2 separate regions of the Mus musculus genome follow, and region 1 is linked to region 2. Evidence: chromatin contacts called from public HiChIP or PLAC-seq data. All regions are on one chromosome and are shown on one strand. The core of a region is the stretch at or near the end of the contact, and the rest is flanking DNA. Distances in the headings are between cores, read along the strand shown.

Evidence for each region. HiChIP or PLAC-seq counts read pairs in DNA pulled down with a chosen protein or histone mark.
Region 1: a contact with region 2 is called in an H3K27ac HiChIP or PLAC-seq map of embryonic stem cells, with 3 times the contacts expected there. The contact joins two enhancer-like sites.

Annotation. Positions count from the first base shown.
Region 1 is chr5:119,306,647-119,312,602 of GRCm38.p6, forward strand. No RefSeq gene overlaps it. Among named protein-coding and RNA genes, the nearest start is that of Gm31190, 9.2 kb to the left of the region's middle. Within about 2 kb of position 3,780, at least 22 of the 459 cell types and tissues checked have an H3K27ac peak or open chromatin away from gene starts, as enhancers often do. A contact at or near this core is called in embryonic stem cells, where this site is marked.
Region 2 is chr5:118,351,838-118,358,655 of GRCm38.p6, forward strand. No RefSeq gene overlaps it. Among named protein-coding and RNA genes, the nearest start is that of Gm46942, 4.7 kb to the right of the region's middle. Within about 2 kb of position 2,149, at least 91 of the 459 cell types and tissues checked have an H3K27ac peak or open chromatin away from gene starts, as enhancers often do. A contact at or near this core is called in embryonic stem cells, where this site is marked.

The DNA of each region.
Region 1 (5,956 bases), core at 2,530-5,029, 960 kb after region 2:
GGGCCGCCACACCCCAGCTTCTCACCTAACATGCAGAAATCTGAAGCAAAACCTTATCTGGCCTCTTCCCAGAAGTGATGCACTCCTGGTAAGCTCTTGTGGACTTTAAGACAAGTGCCATGATACATGGTGAGTGAACCCCAGCCTCAGTGAGAAAGGCGAGAGGGAGAGGTGGGGACTTCAGAACAGTCATCCAAAGAGGACCTACAACTCCCCAGCCTCTGCCAGTGATTGCTATGTATGTGTATATATATATATGCATGGCTCTAGAAGAAGCTGACAGTCCTCAAATTCACAGGACCTTATGCCTAAACAGGAATTCTCTTAAACACAGTGGAATACATTAGCTTAGAAAAATCCCAGCATGTAGGTGCTAAGGTTTACCCACTGATTCTGACTTAAACACATCTGAATTGAACAAACTGCAAAGACTGCTTCCAGCTATGGAAATAAGATGGTCTGTGCCGGGGATCGGCACACACTATTCCCTGAATGGAACAAGACTGAGAACACTTCAGATTTTGCAAGTCTCTGTTTGTAACCACATGTTTGTTTCCACACAGAAAGACAGACAGACAGACAGACACACACACACACACACACACACACACCACTTAGGAAAATAAGTGTGCTCTGTGCTGATAAAACTTTATTTACAAAAATAAATGTTAAAAGGAAACAAGATTAATTTGGCCTACACTTTCCTGACCTTGTTGTCAGTGATGAGCTGCATGAAATCAAGTAGTGGTGGGGCTAGGCAGATGGCTCACTCAGTAGAGTGCCTGCCTAGCGATGATGAGAACCTGAGTTCAATCCCCAGCACATACATTTAAAAGGCCAGGTATGGTGATGTGCCTGTAATGCCAGCGTTGGAAAAGCAGAGACAGGTGGATCCTTGGGTCTGTCTAGAGAGACAGCCTAGCATATTTGGTCACTTCTCATTGCTAATGAGAAACCTGGACTAAGACACACACACACACACACACACACACACACACACACACACACATACCTGAAGAATGGTACCAAAATGTGTCCTCTGGCCTCTGCATGCGCCTGCAGATTTACGCACACACACATACTAATTTCTATTTTAAGTGATGAATTTTTGGACGTTCTTTGGACAGCAGCTAATATTACAACTGACTTTCTTCCTTGTGTCCACCCCGGAGCAGTTGCTTCAGTGTTAGTCCTGTCCTGTTCCATTGAGTGGGTTTTTAGGATCTGTGGTCACACACATCAGTCTGTGGTCATCACGACCCATGGCGTACACTCACTGTTGGCTCATGGGGATGTGGGAAAGGCTGCTTGGGCTTCTGATAACATCTCATTCCTGCATCTGGAACATCTGGATCTAGGCTCTGTGGCATTCTTGCTGGGAAGTGGTAAGAAATCGTAAATACGTCCAGAGTACAGTCTCCAGATTAGTCAAAGCGGTGTTGGGAACACAGGCCACAAGGCTACCACTAGGCTTGGTGTCCCTGCCTCTGTTTCCCAAGAGCTGTGTGCCAGGGGCAAGTCAATGACCCCCCTCTGCTGTAACATAAGAAAACAAATGAGCACACTCACTTCAGAACCCAGAAGAACCCAGACTTCACTTCAACCTCACAATGAAAATTCTAGAGGGAAAAAAAAAAAGGCAACAAAAAAGGCCAAATGGAATTTTTCCCTACCTACTTGAATCCACTTTTCTTCTTTTTCTTTTTTAATTTTTAGTTTTATTTATGTTTGGGCATTTTTGCCTGCAGGTAAATATGTGCGCCATGTGCACGCAGCGTCCACAGAGGCCAGAAGAGGGCGTGGGATCCCCGGTAACTGGAAAGAACAGGCATTTGTGGGTGCTGGAAACTGAACTCCGGTCTCCTGCAAGAACAGCAAACGCTCTTTTATAAACACTCAACCGGTCACTCTTGCTTTTCTGTGGAACAGTTGAACCTAGTTGAGTTGGTAAAAAAAAAAAAAAACAAAAAAAAACAAAAAAACTGAACATTGATACAGCCATTATACGGGCTGTAAAAGTTCAACCCCCTCCCGCTCAACCAGAAGCGAAGGGAGAGCAAGGGCAAGGAGTCTGGGAAGCGTGTTTGAGCCTCCTCAGAGTAGGGTTTCTCACCATTCATCTCTCCCTGCAGAAGCTCAGCAAACCTCAGCATCACTCTGTGCCAGCTCCCTTCACGCCTCTTGTGACAGAGAAGTGTCCATGGTGGTTACTGCCGTGTGACACTCTGCTTTGTCTCCGCTTGAGACGAGCATCTCTGCCTCAGGGGTTACACACAGGGATGTAGTCGCCCCTCTTGGGACTGTGGAGGGACAAAGCCACCAGTGGCAGAGTGACAAGGAAGGACCCACAGCCATGATCTGTGGCACATAGTAGGTACTCAAGGAACAACGAGGCCCTTTTCATTCTCCCTCCGTTCCTCGTCCGGTTTCTATTGTCTTCCTACTTTCCTTCCTCCTCCCCCATCCCTCCCATCCTTCTTTCCTGTTCTCCATCTTCTCTGCAGTAATAGTTCTATCCTTAAACATTAGCATCATTGATGCCCATAGTGTTTGCATCAGGATCAGCATCCTTCCCGTTTGTCAAAGTTTCCTCCCAGCTTTTCAAAGCAAAGAAAAGAGAAAAAACAATTCCCTCTCTACACATGCTTTTGGGGAAGAGCTTCATTCGCTGTTTTTCACTTTATCTTTGGAATTAAGCTGTGGCCACAGACCCACGCACTTCACAGAGCAGTTGACTGATGGCTACTCTCCGACGAATCTCACATTGCCATGGCAATGTCAACATTCTCTGCACTGAGCCCATCCTCGACACGTATTCCGTGTGCTTTTCTGGCGGCCATGTCCTTGTTGAGGCTTCTCTGGCTGTGATGAAACATTAGGACCAAATAGCAAGTCAGGGAGGAAAGGGTTTATTTGACTTACACTTCCACATTGTAATCCATCATCGAAAGAAGCCAGGTCAGGAACTCAAACCTAGAGTCAGGAGCTGGTGTAGAAGCCATGGAGGGGTGCTGCTTACTGGCTTGTTCCCCCTAATTTCTTATAGAGGCCAGAAGAGCCAGCCCAAGGATGACATGACCCATAATGGGCTGGGTCCTCCCCCATCAATCAATAATCTGGTTTAGAGCCTGATCTTATGGATGGCATTTTCTCCATCAGGGGTTCCTCCTTTTAGTTGACTCTAGTTTATGCCAAGTTGACATAACATTAGCCAGGGCAACCCAAGGGCAGGACGCTGGGCGATTTCTCCAAAGACACAGCACAGACCTCCCTTTCTTGAACAAGAGATCCTTCTTCCAGGAGGTTTAATTAGGTCTTGGCTCAGTGGACCCTAGTGAGTGCCCTCGCAGGAGCTGATCCTTTTCTGATGAAATGGCTTAGTCCGTCCAATCCAAACGGAGGTGTGTTCTTGTTTTATACTTGGTGTGAACGCTCTGTGACCAAGGCATAGCACTTTGGGGGAGGGGAAGGAGGCTAGCCTCAGAATAGGCACCATGTGACTCCTGGAATTCAGAGGCTCCTATTTCCGCTGCCCTTGCTGCGGATCCTGGGTGCTGGGCACTTTGTTAAGGGCTGGCGTGGCCAAGGCAGACGCTCGGCTGTCAACAGCCAACAGAGGGAGAAGCACCTTCCCCTGTTCATGCCCGAGGCTTGGCCAAGACTCCTGTAGCTGTGATGGGCTACTTCCTCCATGAAAATAAGACGGAACAATAGTGCTTTTGTGCAGCTAGGCAGCTGAGTGCAGGCCCAGTCTGGATCTAACTGGCTAGAGCTTGAGATATGGGTGAGGCGCTGCTGGTTAAGCCCCTTGTGCTGAGGCCTGAAGGATGCCAAGAGCATCCTTAGCTCAAGTGATGGGTGACCTTGGAGTTTCTCTGGGCTTCTCATCTGTGCCTTTATCCCTGGGGGATGTGCCTAGTGCCTGCTTCTCCTTCTCCAGTGTGACATCATGTCAGACTCAGGATGTGTCAAAGCCTCTGGTGAGAGGCACGGGCATCACATCACTCCAAAGCTGCCATTTCCAGGAGTGAACTGGAGCTCCTTGGCAGAGCTACCCAGCCAGCTTTCGGGATGTTTTTGTAACACGACGCCATGCTGGCCAGATCTTTGAGTTATGCACTCATACTGAGTGTGCACACCTGTTTCAACTTACACCAAAGTGTGACTAGAACAGGGGCCTGAGGATGTAACTCAGGGATACAATGCTTTCCTACCATCTTCAAGGCCCTGGGTTCAGTCTCTAACACTGAGAAAGGGGAAAGTGGGGGAGAGGGAGGGAGAGAGATAAGGAGGGAAGGAGAACGAAAGTAAGAGAAGGAAGAGGGAAATGGAAAGAGTGAAAGGGAAGAGAGGGAGGAGGAGAGGGGGGAAGGACAGAGGGAGAAAGAGAGAAGGAGGGAGAGAGGGAGGGAGAAAGAGAAGGAAAGGAAGAGGGAAATGGAAAGAATGAAAGGGGAGAAAGGGGGAGGGAGGGAGGAGAAAATATGTACAATCAATCAATATAATAGTAAAATTTAGCAGTCATTCAACCATCACTCTGGTCAAAGAAAACATCGTGGCTGGTGTCCTGTAACCCTCAAGTCACTTTCTGATCACAGTCACCTGAACACACACACACACACACACACACACACACACACACAACCTGCTCCCTTTTAGGACATCTCTCCCGTGGTCTGGTCTGACTGCATTCTTCCCACGGGTCTTAGCAACACTGTTACCTGTGCATCCTTCAATCAACAAGACAAAGCACCTTCACTGTTCTTAGCAACATTGTTACCTGTATGCGGGTCAATCAAGAAGACAGTGTGTCTGTGCTTGATTTCTAAATTCTTTCAGGAGCACCACTTGTGTGTGTGTGTGTGTGTGTGTGTGTGTGTGTGTGTGTGTGTCTGTGTGTCTGTGTGTCTGTGTCTGTGTGTGTCTCTGTATGTGTGTGTGTCTGTGTGTCTGTGTGTCTTTGTGACATTTGAAAGAATCATAACTCTTGCATGTAGCTGGAGTTCCTTTGTTTTCACGGCTGTAGACTATTCCATTACTCCGAGCTTAGACTTAAAAATGTGATAGTTAGCAACCTGGTATCCTCTGAGCCATGGGTGCCAAGAGCATCCTAGGCTATTCAGCCCTGCCTCTGCTTGCACACCACCACTTCCTCTACTTGCAAAATTCTGTGCCCCCCTCATACCCCCTCTCCCCCATGCAGGTAGCTTTGAGGACCAACAGAATGTGAGAAAATTCTGGGTCCAGATTTCAATAGGGTGGCAAATCTCTGGGAATCTGACCTTGCTGGAGACAGCTGGTTGCCCCAAGAAGACTTGGGTACCCACACATGAGGAAGAGCATGTAGAGAAAACATCTCAGCCCAATGACTTTCTGCTTTTCCTAGCTGTTCCACTGAAAGCACCAGCTAGGACAGCTTTTCTATCTCCCGGGCATGGCCCAGCCTTAGGTAGAGCCACCCTGTTGAGCAATGGCTCAAGCTGAAAAACCCTCAGAGAAAACACCTGTTGTTTTAAGACCTTCCGTGTCAGGGCAGCTTGTAGTCCAGCATCGATTGGCTCAGACAAAGCCTGCTGGGCTGGACTGTCCTCTTCCTCTAGAGTGTACAAGTCAGGCCTTGGCCCTTGTAATGAGAGGCTCTTGTACCATCTTTGCAGGCTTTATAAAATGCCTCTGCCTCCTTCTGGCTCTCTTCGTTTCTACTTTCCACCATGTTCTTGTGTGAGTCTGTGAAGACAATCCTGGGCCTAGGGCAGCAGAGAAAGAAAAGAGAGCAGAGAAGCTCTTACTGGGCACCTTTGACAAAAGGGTGTTTGTTATCTGTGGCCTCACAAGAACAGTTAAGGAGATGCTAGCTTGTTCAGCTACCTGAGTCTCTGGGCTCCACAAAAATCACCTCTGTGTGTGCCCAGGCTGCAGGGTATAAAAATACCATCAGACTTTTCTAGACCTGCAG
Region 2 (6,818 bases), core at 899-3,398:
CTCTCCCTCTTCCTCTCTCTCTTTCTCCCTCCATTTCTCCCTCCCACCTTCCCTCTCTCTCTCCCCTTTCTCCCTTTCTCCCTCCCTTCTTCCCTATGTTTCTGCCTGCTGCCCGTGTATCAGGATGCAATGCTCACAAACTGCTTGCTCTAGTGCCAGCCTGTTTTCTCTCTGCCTGGATGATCATGAACTTACAAGTGTTGCCTTGGCCATGGTGCCTCTTCATAGCAATAGAACAGTGATTAAGATAAAGGAGATTGGCAGTTTAGTTGTTATGTCGCTATCTTTCTAGTTCCCTAGTAAGGACAAAGAAGAGATATAGACTCAGGGAAAGCCAAAATCTCACTAGCACCCCTTATGAAAAAGGGAACGGATCAACCTGGACAGATCAGTGGGTCCAGGTCTTCATTAGAGCATCCTCAGGTTCCTGCACAGTCATGGCCAGGGAAGCATACTGGGTTGTTTTACTGCAGGATGTCTCAGATTCTTCATCGTGCTAGTGTGGACTGTGTGGGTGGTGCCCCACTTTTCCTTGTTCTTGAAATTCACACAAGCAAAGTGTTCCTGAGAACCACATCCCAGATACACCCATTAGAAAAAGCTGGATTTAATAGCCTTAAGATTGTCTCTTGATAAAACCAGACCGTCAGAGAATTACAGATATCACAAGGTTTTGGTCACTTACAGATTGGTGGCGTTGGAGATTGCCTGACCTGAACAGTGGAACATGACAGAGAACCCAGGGTACAAACTTCCTATCATTTTTATCACAATCCAAAACAACAACAACAACAACAATAAACCTTTCATTGTATACTGTCATCTCAGCACTTGCTGAAACAGGACAATCAGGAGTTCAAGGCCAACCTTGACTCTATACCCAGATGAGACCAGCTTGGGCTACATAAGACTCTCCCAGAAAACAAATAGAAACCGATGTACAGCTTGTGGCTAGTAAGAACTGAATTTTCCTAAGCATCAAGCTTGCTTATGTCCAACACAATGGGCAAGAGAAAATTCTAAGCTAAAATGTCATTTAAACTAAGAGCACATTGTGGATGTGTTGGTGTGGGAAGAATATCGGGAGGTTGGGGTGTGGGGGGTGGAGGGGTGGGAAGTGCCAGTTAGGGGTGGGCAGGGTCTGGCCACTCGGCCCTGTAACTGCAAAGACGCTTGCATGAGATGGTGTGGTGTGAGACCGGAAGAATTCATGATCTACCAAAGAGGATGACCATGGAATTCAAAGAGTCTCATGGGCTTGGGGCATGGGAGTGGGACACATGGCTCAGTTCTTAAAGGATACACTGTTAAGTTTCAAACCCGGAATGGGGGCGGGGGGAAGGGAGGGAGGAATGAGGTGCCTATTTAACATTTTAAAGAGGACCTGGCCTCTAGCTCCTCCCAGGATTCCTCAGTCCCTACCTGTTTCAGGGCGTGGTTGGCATAACTCCGCCCTCTACCCTGAACTCTCCAGCCCAGGGGCTGGGCTGCCTGCCTCCCAGAGGCTCTTCCCAATATAATCCACTCTCTCTTCCCCTCCCCGGACTCAGTTCAGGGTCATGACCACGCTGGACTCTCCCAGATGTGTCTGCTTCTGGCTATGCTCCCACAGATATAATAATAAACATTCTCCTCCACCATACCTAGGAGCGCCTGTGTCCTTTCCTTTCCATTTTATTTCTTTTCCTTCTCCCCCCCCCCGTCCCCCTCCCCCTCCCCTCCTCCTCCTCCTCCTCCTCCTCCTCCTCCTCCTCCTCCTCCTCCTCCTCCTCCTCCTCCTCCTCCTCCTTCTTCTTTTCATTCACTTGCCTTGTGAGTGTAAGGACCTGGGTTCGATGTTGTGTTGTAATTTCAGTTTCTGGAGAGGAGGAGACAAGACCACCCGCTGGACTCGCTTACCAGCTAGCTTAGGCTTCTTGTCCTGTTTCAGACCATCACCATCACCCCAGGGCACAGAACAACGGGAAGCCACAGGGTCACGGCCTGCTAGTTTGAGAGCTGAATCCATTCATTCATTTGGGAAAGCAATCATTGACTAAGCACCTCCCATCGAGTGGGTGTGGCATGGAGACGCCAGGATGTGCAATTATCCCTGTCTTTAAATCCCCTTGGACACTTCCCTACAGGGAAACGAGGTTTCAGAGAGTCTTCAAATCTCTTTTCTACTTGCCTGGGGGAGGAACTTCAAAGATTGGGTCTTTCCACCAAGCCCTTGATGAGAAGCTTGCGGGAAGCCAGAGACACAAGGCGACATTATTCCCAGAATTAGACTCACGTGTTACTTTAGCTTTCTGTCCCTTCTGCCCCCTTTCCGGTCCCCCTCATTTCTCCCTCCCGTTTTCCTCCCCTTCCTTCTCCCCATCTCTTAGCAGTTCCTCTCTCCCTCTCCACTCCACTCCCCTCCCCTGCCTCCCTCTCCTACACTCTGACACTCTTCCTCTTCCTCCCAAGTCCTTTCTCTTCCTCTTTTGAAAAGTGTGCCCTCCCAGCACCCCAGGCCAATCGGATTCTCCAGGGTTGAGTTACGGTCCTGAACTCACTGACTCATTGGTCCGAACACCAGACTTCAAATTCCCCTTGAAGTCAGTGTGATCCAGAAAAAACAGTAGTGTTGGGGGAGATTTAAAATATCTCAGCTGGAGACCTTTGAAAGCATGAACACACACACACAGACACACACAACACACACACTTATACTCATGCTCACCCTCATGCACATATACTCACACTGACACATATACACATATACACACACACATACTCACAGTAACCCAGTCACATACATAATACATACACACTCATACTCACACACATATACACACTCTCATAACACACATTCTCTCTCTTATATAAACACTCTCACACTAACACACTCACAGATACTAATACACACTCTCACACACACTCGAGTGCACACACACACACACACACACACACACACACACACAAATCCTTTAGCCTCTGGGAAAAGCGGGAGCAATGGAATTCTTCAGAACAATTGCAGGGAATCTCTTTATCTTGATGGAATTAGGCTGCTTAATAAACTAGCCGGGAGCTACCTTGGACTCCCTCTGGAAACACACTCCACCACATTTTCTTCCTGGCACTCAACAGGCAGGAGAGAAATAGATTGTTGTTTTTTTTGTTTTGTTTTTTGTTTTTTTCCTTCCTGTGCTGCCCCTGAGACACAGGTTCAAGCTTGCCCTTCACTACCAAGCCAGCTTAATTCTCTGGAACTCTTCCTTGAACGTCAGCAGCCCGAGGGCTTTGTGCTCAAAGAGCAAGCTCTCAACTGGCATTTCAGGCCAGATGAGAAGATTCTGCTGTTTCTGTGCCCCTACAGGGGGATTACTGTGAAGGTCTGCTGGCAGGCAGGGCAGCATGCCTGGGGAGAGAGAATCAGAAGGTCTAAAGGTTTGATAGCAGAAAGCTAGCCAGGGCTCTGAGTTCAAACCCCACCCTACTTAAAGCTGTTGAGTTCTGCCCATAGCTTCTACAGTCCCACCCTTGGTCTTCTTTCTTCTGGAAAAAGCAACTTCATGTAAGGACCTCTTGCCTTCCTCTGGCCAAGAGGTAAACGCACAATTTTGACCATGCCAGATGAGGTTCTCTCAGAATTTAGGACTCTGTAGCCTTGGCGCAAATCCATCAAGGCATCTGGAAACCTCCCCGGGACCCCCCTGGGTCTCCATAGCCAGGGCAATCCCTGTGCCTTTCTAAGACTGTTTGGCTATTTTATGTTTTAAAATCTCTCTGGAAGCTTCTAATTCTGTTTCTGTTGTCTGTCTGTCCATCTCTTTCTGTGTGCATGTGCATGTGTATTTAGGGATAGGTGCGGGGGGTTTCACGTTGTGTCGGGCAGGCCTTTTGCCACTGAGCTACATCCTAGGCCCCACCCCACCCCCTTATTTTTCTTGCTGGCTCACATTGCTTTCTTCTTCCCTCCCTCTACCCTTCCCTCCCTCCCTCCCTGGCTCCCCCATCCCCACCCCCTTCTATTCAAGTTAGCCAGTCAAATTCTGCCTCTGGCCAAGGTGACTGTACTCAGGGCTGTTTGCCAGATGAACACAAGCAGATACAGCAGAGGAGAGCTGTGAGCGCTATAAAGACGGGCTAACTCTGTAAAGCCTGGGCCCAGCTTTCTGCTTGAGGTTGTGACACGGGGACGGTGGGGACGCAGAGCCCAAGAGAGTGTGTGGCCTCCTCAGGATGGGACAGAGGGTTGAAGAGGTTGGAGTTTGTGAGGCTAAATCCCAAAGAGTCACTCACTTAATAGTGTCATAAATTGGCACAGGGGACTCATTGGGCCAGAGATTGAATGCCAAATTGCTCCGGCATTGGGCAACACACTACAAAGCTGGCAGAGTGTGCAGTGGCTGGTATAGCGTGGGCCAAGTCATTTGAGGAGTGCTTCTGGGTCTGGGGACGTTCAAGTTCTAGCAAGTAAAACAGGCGCCATGGGTTGAACAGCTAAGGCATTTCCTGGAGGCCACGGAGAGGCTGTGTCTGGGTGGCGGGGCTAAAACAGGGTCTCGGAGGTGGGATTGTGGGGGGAGACAGAGAAACAAACCTGGGAAAGTCAATTCAATGACTTTCCCCAAACAAAATTTCAGAGGATAAAAGAACTAAAGCAGGTAGTCTGTTGTGTGTCCAGCCCTGGAAGAAGCACAGAGAGCGCCCCCCCCCCCCAGAGCATCCTCAGGCAGTATAATGTCAAATGCCCAGAGCCATTGAACAGAGGAGGGTTTGGGAATGGTTTCATAAATAAGGCCAGAGGTAGGAAGAAGAGGGAGGTGGGGAAACAGCTCAGTAAAGTGCTTGCATGAGGACCCAAGTTCAAATCCCCAGAACTCATGTAAAAGTAGGATGCCGTGCTGGGTAGTTCTGTGTCAGCTTAACACAAGCTGGAGTCATCAGAGAGAAAGGTGCCTCAGTTGAGGAAATGCCTCCATGAGATCAGGCTGCAGGCAAGCCTATAGGACATTTTCTCAATTGGTGATTGATGTGGGAAGGGTTCCGCCCACTGTGGGCAGAGCCATCCCTGGGCTGGTGCTCCTGGGTTCTCTAAGAAAGCAGGCTGAGCAAGCCACGGGGAACAAGCCAGTAAGCAGCATCCCTCCATGGCCTCTGCATCAGCTCCTGCTTCCAGATTGCTGCCTTGTGTGAGTTCCTGCCCTCACTACTTTGGATGATAAACTGTGTTATGGAACAGTGAGCGAAATAAACCCTTTCCTCCTAAAGTCACTTTTCAGCATGGTGTTTATCACAGCCATGATGACCTTAAGACAGATAGGGTTAAACTCGTCTGCCATCCCAAAGCTGGGGAAACAGATACAGGAAAATACTTGGGACTCACAAGCTAGCCAGACGAATTGCATCAGTGAGCTTCAGATTCAGTGACTCTGTCTCAAAAAGAAGGAAAAAAAATATGGTGGAGGGGCTGGAGAGATGGCTCAGCAGCTAGGAGCTCTTACTGCTCCTCCAGAGGACCTGAGTTCACTTCTCAACACCTACATTAGTCAGCTCACAATGGCCTGTGGCTCTGCTTCTGGAGAGATGCAATGACTGGCATCTATGAGTACCTGCCTGCACGCAGACATATATCACACACGTGTTACTAAAGAGAATAAAAATAAATCTTTTTTAAAATGTGGTAGAAGGCAACTGAATAAGACACTGGATGTTGACTTCTGGCCTCCATGAGTAGGTGCACATGCATACTTGCACACACATACACATATGTACATACTTACACACACACTCACACACACAAACAACACACACACACTCACACATGTACACACATACACATTAACATGCATGTATATACACACTCTCACACACTCATACATGTATGCACACATTCACACACACATATACACACTCATACATACACACATTCATACACATTCACACACTCACAAACATACACACACTCACACATGAATATACACATACACATACATATTCATACACACACTCACATAAACACTCACACATGTACACACACATACACTCACACACATATCCACACTCATACACATGCCTACACTCACATACACATATACACATACTCATACACATACACACTCATACATACATACATACACTCACACATACACATACATACTTACACATGCATACACTCTACACACATCTACATACACACATATACACACGTACACACTCATACACATATACATACACCTACACAAACACACACACACACCACCTACACAGAAGAAACAGGGGAGTATAAAGAACAGAAGAATGGCAAGGAGCGGAGATTGTTTAAAAATGGATGAAGAGGAAGAAGCACCAATCGGAACATCAATATAAAATAGTTTAACAGCGCACTAAAGACTGCGAAAGAAAAATATCAGTCCATTTAATGGCTCGGCAGACATTATTCAAACGGAAGAGCAAGGAGAAAAAAAATAATTTACAGTATGACAAACCAGATGAGTAGCTGGACCCCAACAGGGAGTGGGGTGGGCAGAAGATACCAAAGCAAATACAGGAAATGAAAATTCCAACTTCAAGTCGGGGTTAGGGGTAAGGGACTTGCTGTGGAGGCCCTGCCTCAGAGAACGTGGGGGAGTCCCACGGTGGGCACCCTAACTCACCAGGGAAACTGCTGTTCCCTCTTTGGCTTTCTCATCTCTCCAGTAAAAGAATTTAGAAACAGACTCGGTAGGAAGCACATGGAGAATTTTGCTAGAGTTTGAAAGAAAATGGCAGGGCAGGCTGGAAATGCTCACAGCCTCCGGGAAGGGGGATCTAGAGAGGACGGGAGGCTGTGTGTTCAGTAATGGAGA